Linked DNA regions of Pan troglodytes: region 1 is linked to region 2. Evidence: chromatin contacts called from public HiChIP or PLAC-seq data. All regions are on one chromosome and are shown on one strand. Each heading gives the region's core, a stretch centred on a gene start, on an enhancer-like site or on the middle of the called end of the contact. The rest is flanking DNA. Distances are from core to core; before and after follow the strand shown.

What was found. HiChIP or PLAC-seq counts read pairs in DNA pulled down with a chosen protein or histone mark.
Region 1: a contact with region 2 is called in an H3K4me3 HiChIP or PLAC-seq map of stem cell-derived excitatory neurons, with 2.0 times the contacts expected there. The contact joins the promoter of C1H1orf198 here to the promoter of ARV1 in region 2. A contact is called at or near these places in 1 of 7 Hi-C or Micro-C datasets (stem cell-derived neural progenitor cells) and 1 of 1 datasets of contacts at active chromatin or transcription factors (stem cell-derived excitatory neurons).

Annotation. Positions count from the first base shown.
Region 1 is chr1:18,317,787-18,321,350 of NHGRI_mPanTro3-v2.0_pri, forward strand. C1H1orf198 (chromosome 1 C1orf198 homolog) reads left to right here and starts at 1,631. Exons shown (of 4, transcript XM_016940703.4): 1 at 1,631-2,008. The coding sequence starts at 1,676. It overlaps LOC107970607 (a long non-coding RNA gene), which reads right to left and starts at 917. Exons shown (of 2, transcript XR_008537511.1): 1 at 828-917.
Region 2 is chr1:18,207,697-18,211,037 of NHGRI_mPanTro3-v2.0_pri, forward strand. ARV1 (ARV1 homolog, fatty acid homeostasis modulator) reads right to left here and starts at 1,765. Exons shown (of 6, transcript XM_016940784.3): 1 at 1,330-1,765. The coding sequence starts at 1,503. TTC13 (tetratricopeptide repeat domain 13) reads left to right here and starts at 1,691. Exons shown (of 21, transcript XM_054660048.2): 1 at 1,691-2,049. The coding sequence starts at 1,779.

The sequences.
Region 1 (3,564 bases), core at 381-2,880, 110 kb after region 2:
CATACTTTGGCCAAAGTCCCTGAATTATCTCACGCTTTTATTATCTTGAAAACTTCTTTGACTATCAATTATTGCCAGACCCAAAACACCTCATGGGGTTGTGGTTTTTTTTTTTTTTTTTGAAGGCAACAATTATTTCCACAACTGCTTTGAAAACAGCATGAGACCAAGTTTCTAAGGGTACGGACAGCTTCTTATGTGAATATCAAAGCAAGCCTGGGGATGTTAATTAATTTCAATAATATATCTTTAAACATTACCTATATTATTAAACAAGGATTAGAGGAGAGAAATCAGTGGGATTCAGGTCAGTGTATTGAGCTTCTCTAGCATCAACTCAAACAGAAGATCACACTCCAAAAAACTGTCCTTAAACTTCCGGTCTCATAAATAATCCGCCACTTACTGTGGAGACTATATTTGGTGGTTCTTGCCTTTCCCTGCTTCAATATATTATGTTGTGAACATTGTTGATAATAATGTCCTTAACCGTAGAGCCTGCCACATTCATGACATTCCAAAAATATTCTGAGGATTTCCGGGCCGGAAGATGAGGCCATCTCACATTTAAAATAGGACTTTGCAAGTTATTTCTACTTTTGTGTTCAGAACTATCCAGGCAAAGACCCTGGATAACAGCTGAAATGCTGGTTTTGGTTTTTGTTTTTTTATTTTACGAGTGGACACAATTCTCACCTGAGTCCTGTTAGTCTTGTTAAAATCAGTCAGATGGAGAGAGGGGGTTGGGGGAAGTAGGGGCTCGCTATAATTTTAATTTTGTGGTCTGTCTGGGACACACCTCAAAATGACAAACCCTGGCCCCCTACCTGTTGGGATGTCGCCTCAGTCTGAAAACTTTCTGCTCCTCTTTGGTTTGTTTGCAAACGTCGAACTGCCAAGAGTTCTGAGCTCCTTGGGTTGGGGAAAGGCACCTGGGCCACCGGGTACTTCATGCACCCACCTGGCCCTGAGGGGCGGCGGGAGCTGACTTTCCTTGAGCACCAGACGCCCCGCACGGGTCCAGCCTTCCAGGTCGCCCTCCGGCCTCCGGGCTGCCCTGCGCCCCCGGCTATCTGCAGCTCACCGCGCCAGGCCCCGGGCCCAGCGTCCTGGACGGGCCCAGAGAAAGCAGAGAAGGTGTGGCTCGTCCCAGAAAGGGACAGAAGGAAAGGAGTAAAAACAGAAGCCAGGCAGCCAGCGGCTTGGCCTGAAATGCTGGGGCTTTCTTAGGCTCACTGGAGGTTGAAAAAAGTTTCCTTTGTCAAGCAGCGGCCACGTGGCGCTATGGCGGTCACTACCGGGAATTAACCACGGCCACCCTCTCAGAGCGCCGGGCGCGGGCTCAGGGACACGCCGGCTACCACCTGAGCCGGGTAAGGGGAGCCCGAAACCTGCGGGCACCGCGGTAATCCACTATGGAGGCGTAAAGGGGGACTCGTTGGGGTCCGCGAGGGGGTGGCAGGGGGAGGGGCCCGGAGGGAGGAGCTCCCGGGGAGGGGGCCGCGGAGGGCCGGGGTCCCGGGGCTTGGGGAGCTGGGTTGGCTTGGAGACCCGGGTACGCGGCGGTGCAGGGCGGGGTTCCCGGAGGGGGCGGGGCTCCGGGCGGCGCGGGGCGGGGCGGGGGCGGGCACAGCGAGGGGCGGGGCGCGGGCCGGGAGCGGCGGGCAGGCCGGGCATGGCGTCCATGGCGGCGGCGATCGCGGCCTCGCGCTCGGCGGTCATGAGCGGGAACCGGCCTCTGGACGACCGGGAGCGAAAGCGCTTCACTTACTTCTCGTCGCTGAGCCCCATGGCCAGGAAGATCATGCAGGACAAGGAGAAGATCCGCGAGAAGTACGGGCCCGAGTGGGCGCGGCTGCCGCCCGCGCAGCAGGACGAGATCATCGACCGGTGCCTGGTGGGGCCGCGCGCCCCGGCGCCCCGAGACCCCGGGGACTCGGAGGAGCTCACGCGCTTCCCCGGCTTGCGCGGGCCCACGGGTCAGAAGGTGGTGCGCTTCGGGGACGAGGTAGGTGCGGGCCTGGCCGCGGACCCTCTTCCCCGCCCGGCGCCCCGAGGCGCCCCGGCCCGGTGGGCACCTGCCGGCGTGAGGCCGCCCCAGCTGGTAGGGGCTGGAAAAGAAAAGGCAGGAATGGCAGTGGGTGGGAGGGGAGCCCCAGAGCCGAAGTTCGGGGGGTGGGGGCTCCGCTGGGGGAGTTGGTTAAGAGATCGCCGAGAGGTGGGGTCGTTAAAGAACCTCCATCTAGACCTGATCCGCCGGCTCGCACGGACTCCAGAGACTTCTCCCGGAGCTGTCGTAAGCGAGGCTGACCAAAGTGGAAACAACAAGCAATTTTAAACCAGACAAGCCTGGGTTTTAATCCAGCTCTGCTACTTACTATCTGTATGGCGGTAGGTGAATTAACTTCTTAGAGCCTCAGTTTCCACTGTGTAAAACAGGGGTAATAACGCCCACCCCGTGCCTGCCCGTGAAGGGACTGAGCAAATGATATATACTAACATGAATACTTGTGATGAGATGTATGGGGAAAGTAAAATTGCCAAGCCAGGTAACAAGAAAGAAAAGGTGTCTTCCAAGATAAGGAGGGAAACCCATCCATCACCCTAAGATGTTTTCCAAGTGAGCACAATGCCCAGCGTATGTTTTAAGGGTGAGCATGGTGGCCCTGTTTTCCACCCAAAAACTAAGGGACGATAAGTTTAAATGAGCTCCAGTAAGTCTTGGCCACATAACAGGGCATGTTTAGGTCTCAGATCTAGACACTGTCCAGACTGCTAGAGGGGCCGTCATTTGTGAAGGTAGAAACGCTGAATCTGTTCCAGAAAAAGCTCAGGGATGACCCACACTTAGTCACAAACGCCTGAATCTTCTGTAGGGTTCAGAAACTTGGTCTTCTTTTTCTTAGAAATGTGTTTAACCGAAGCCTATTTGGTGCCATTAGAATTTGCACTGTGACTCTTTGGCGTTTCAAACTCAACTTTTGCAGTGAGGAGCAAAGTCAAGCTGAGCAAAGAGTGTAAGAATGAAATCGCTCGCTGTTAAGGCTGTTTCTTGGGCTAGAGGAAGGAGAAGCTGGGAGAGTTTTTTTTCCGAGGAAGTTGTGGATTGTGGATGGAATTCAAGTTAAGGAGGTTTAGATCAGATTTTCAGGCTTGGGTGTGCTGAGACATTTATTAATACGAAGTGTTCATGGTCATAAACCCACTTTAATGTGAGGGAAAAGTGAAATGACTGAAGGATGCTGCCAGTGTTTCTTTATTCTGATGGAATCAAAAGGAAATTCTCTACTGGACTTCAAATTCTGATCGCTTTGCCAGGAAAAACAAGGGTGTGGTAAACTGGGGAGGGGAAAATATAGGTTTTAAAATGTATTCCTAGAGCTGAAACATTTTCAGTGGGAAAATATGCGTATTTATAAAGACTTGTGTGCAGTGTTTGCGCCCAGATTTGGGGGATGAAAAAGCAGGCAGCACTCCTTTGGAAGAGTCACGAATAAATATGACAGGAAGTAAACTTCTAAGTACTTACAAATGTTGGAGAGTGACTGTCATTTTCCCTTAGCT
Region 2 (3,341 bases), core at 515-3,014:
CCCAACACTTTGGGAGGCCGAGGTGGGTGGATCATTTGAGGTCAGGAGTTCGAGACCAGCCTGGTCAACATGGTGAAACCTGGTCTCTACTAAAAATACAAAAATTAGCTTGGCGTGGTGGTGTGGGCCTGTAATCCCAGCTACTCGGGAGGCTGAGGCAGGAGAATTGCTTGAACTTGGGAGGCAGAGGTTTTAGTGATCTAAGAGTGCCCCACTGCACTCCAGCCTGGGTGACAGAGGGAAACTCTATCTCAAAAAGAAAGAAAGAAAGAAAAAAAACACCGAAATAAGATTGCCAGAAATCATGAAAGGCCTATATGAGGTTAATCGTCACAAATTTGTTTTTCCCCAGCAACGTACTGCTGCATGGGTACAGGGACAAGACCAGGCAATATGTTGGATTTAACAAGGGTTGACATTTTGACAAAAGAGGGAAAGTACTTGAGAGAGGAACAGGAAATTGAGGGTGTATGCACCAGAACGTTATGTGGTTGACAGATTATACAGGTATACACTCAGTTTGTCAATTCTCTTGTATATTACTACAGACCATAATTTACTAAAGAGATTAGAAAATCACAAGATCTGAAATGGGACAAAAATGTACTGTCTATTCTGTGACAGGTTCTTTGCTAATTAATACCCCCAAAGAACCTCCAACTTTGTAGACTCTTTAAACATAAGATTATTCTCTCTGCCGTAAAATAAAGAAGGGAAAGAGTAGCAGGAGACTCCATAGAGCCTTATAAGCCAGTTCAGGGATTCGGGCCTTAACTCTGAGATGGAAAATCATCAGAAAGTTCAAGGGTATTCTACGAACACCTTGAAATGAGAATTTTTACTTCCTCACTTTTGGGTTTTGTACCACCAACGTCTAGCATAATGCTTTGTACACTGTAGACATCCAATAACGACAATTGATGAAACCTTTAAAAAGCATCGTAGGTGAATTCAACATGGGTTGTGGAGGGTAAGGATGGTACCATCTCTCTGTAAAAGGGAGAAGAGCTAGAAGGAAGTAGCTTTGGCATGAACCAAAATGTCAACCTAATTGATCTTTAAATTTCTCTGCAAAATGCCCACATCTACCTCTGTCTGTCGGTCCGGTCCGTTCGCCGGCTTAGGTCATATCACCCAAATATGCCCCAGTATGAGAAAAGCGCTGTCGGGTAGCTGAGTTCTCTATCAGTACAGATATTCATGCAAAGATCCCGGGCGGGAATGTCAACTACCGAACTAAAGACTGTATCAGAGGACCCTGCTCCTCGCGGTCCCCAAATCCCACCGCGCCATTTTCTTCTCAAGGGCACCCCACATCTGACAACTCACACAGATGGTTATCTTCAGCACACCGTGGTTATAGTCTCGGTACAACTCTTTGGCCTCCTGGTTGCATTCGATGCACCTGTACTGGCAGGAGGCCGAGGCAGCAGTAGGAGTCGCTGCCACCCCACCCACGTTCCCCTTCCCCTGCTGCAGGCCGCTCCGCCCGCCGTTGCCCATTTCCACTCAACTGCAGTCCAGAACTTCCGATTCTGTGGAGGGTAAGACGTCAGACGCCAGACCGGAAGACTTGCGCCGCGCGGGGCTTTTGGGATTCGTAGTCCCGGCACCGGCAAGGCCGCCCCGGGCTGGCCGAGCTGGGACTACCATTCCCAGCACACAATGCTTCTCCCCTTGTCCCACCCCCTTGCCACGGTCCACCTGCCCGCCGTAGGTTAGAGGCGGGGAGGCCTGAGAGCCGGGCCAGGGCTGTCGCACATGCGCCTTGAGGGAAGATGGCACCTGCCGGCTGCTGCTGCTGCTGCTGCTTCTGGGGCGGCGCTGTGGCCGCCGCGGGCGCCGCCCGGCGTGTCCTGGTGCTGCTGCTGCTGGGGGTCCTGTCCGCCGGGCTGCGGCCAGGCGCCCTGGCCACCGAGCACTACTCGCCGCTCTCCCTGCTCAAGCAGGAGCTGCAGCACCGGCAGCAGCAGGAGGCCCCGGCGGGCGGCGGCGGCTGCAGCCCGCAGTCCGGGGACTGGGGGGACCAGTACTCTGCCGAATGCGGCGGTGAGTGGGCGGCGGCGGGCGTCCGAGTCGGCCGGGGCGGCGGGGCAGCGGGGCTGGGGTCCCGGGCCGGGGTACGGGTCGCCCAGGCCTCATGCCTCCGGCTGCAGCGCGCGATCCGCGGGAGCCGGCTCAGCCAGGGGTCCTGTCGGGCAGCTTCCCGCCGCTGCCACCCACGCCGCCGCGCGCCCTCCTGCAGCCGCCTTTGGGCAGGGCGGCGAGTCGAGAAATGAGCTGACAGCATGCTCCTGGGGCCAGGGCGGCCTCTTCTGAGTTTGAAGCAACTGTTGGAAGGGTGGCGGAGGAGATGGCAGGTGGCCCGGGGCAGCCCTGTTCCCGCCGCCGGCCTCCCGAGGATGCCGAAGGGGCGAGGGAGGGGCGGGCGGACGAGCAACCAGCCCGGCGGCTTGCGGAGCCCGCCCCCGGAGGGAGACGCCTGGCACATCTTAGGCCTGGAAATCAGGCTTCCTGACCTCCCGGGTTAATGTCTCGTATACAACAGTTCCTAAAAATTCGATCCCTGGAATGGAAAAAAAGAGCAAGCCCATCTTATCTGCTCGTTGACATCTTGCTTCCAGTTGTTTAAGATTAACCTGCGATCTGTCAGGTGTCTCCCAGAGGGAAAAAAGGCCCCTGCAGGCCTTGAGCCTGTGTGTCAGTGCCGTGTGTATATTGGAGCTACGCCAGCTCATTCATTAAGAATGGGCGCTATTGGCTTCAGTTTAATAAATCATAGCAGATGCCTCTGGGACAAAATACATGTGTACATTTTTTTGTTTTGAAGTTCTGTCGTGGGTCTTTTTACCCATCAATCTCTTCCCTTTCTCTTTCCCCCTTCTCTGTGTGAGTTCCCTTATGGCTTGCTTTGGGAAGGGCCTGAGTCTACCAAACCCACTAGGAGATGGTTGCTTTTAAGACTTGGCAGTGGTTTTCTTCGGCGTTGTGTACCTGGGAAAACAATACCTTTTTTTTTTAGTTGAGATGAGACGTCAAGATTAGCACAATCTGATTTCCTTTTAGCACAGTCTGACTTCCTTGAGGAAGTGTCACTCACTGAGAGGTTTGTGACTTTTTTATTTTGCGGTAGGCCTTAGCTGGTAACGGCGTAAGTAACACGGCCAGCCTTGCACGGTGGAGAAAGAATGGCGTTTACTTACCTCTGTCACTTTCTGTATCTCTGAGCAAGTGAATTACCTGTCTTTGTAAAATGCCTCCTCTGTAAGTGGAAAACACTGTTCACCTAATTGTGGGGTTGTATTTTCCTCACGAGGGTGCTGTGAGGGAAATGAGAAGTA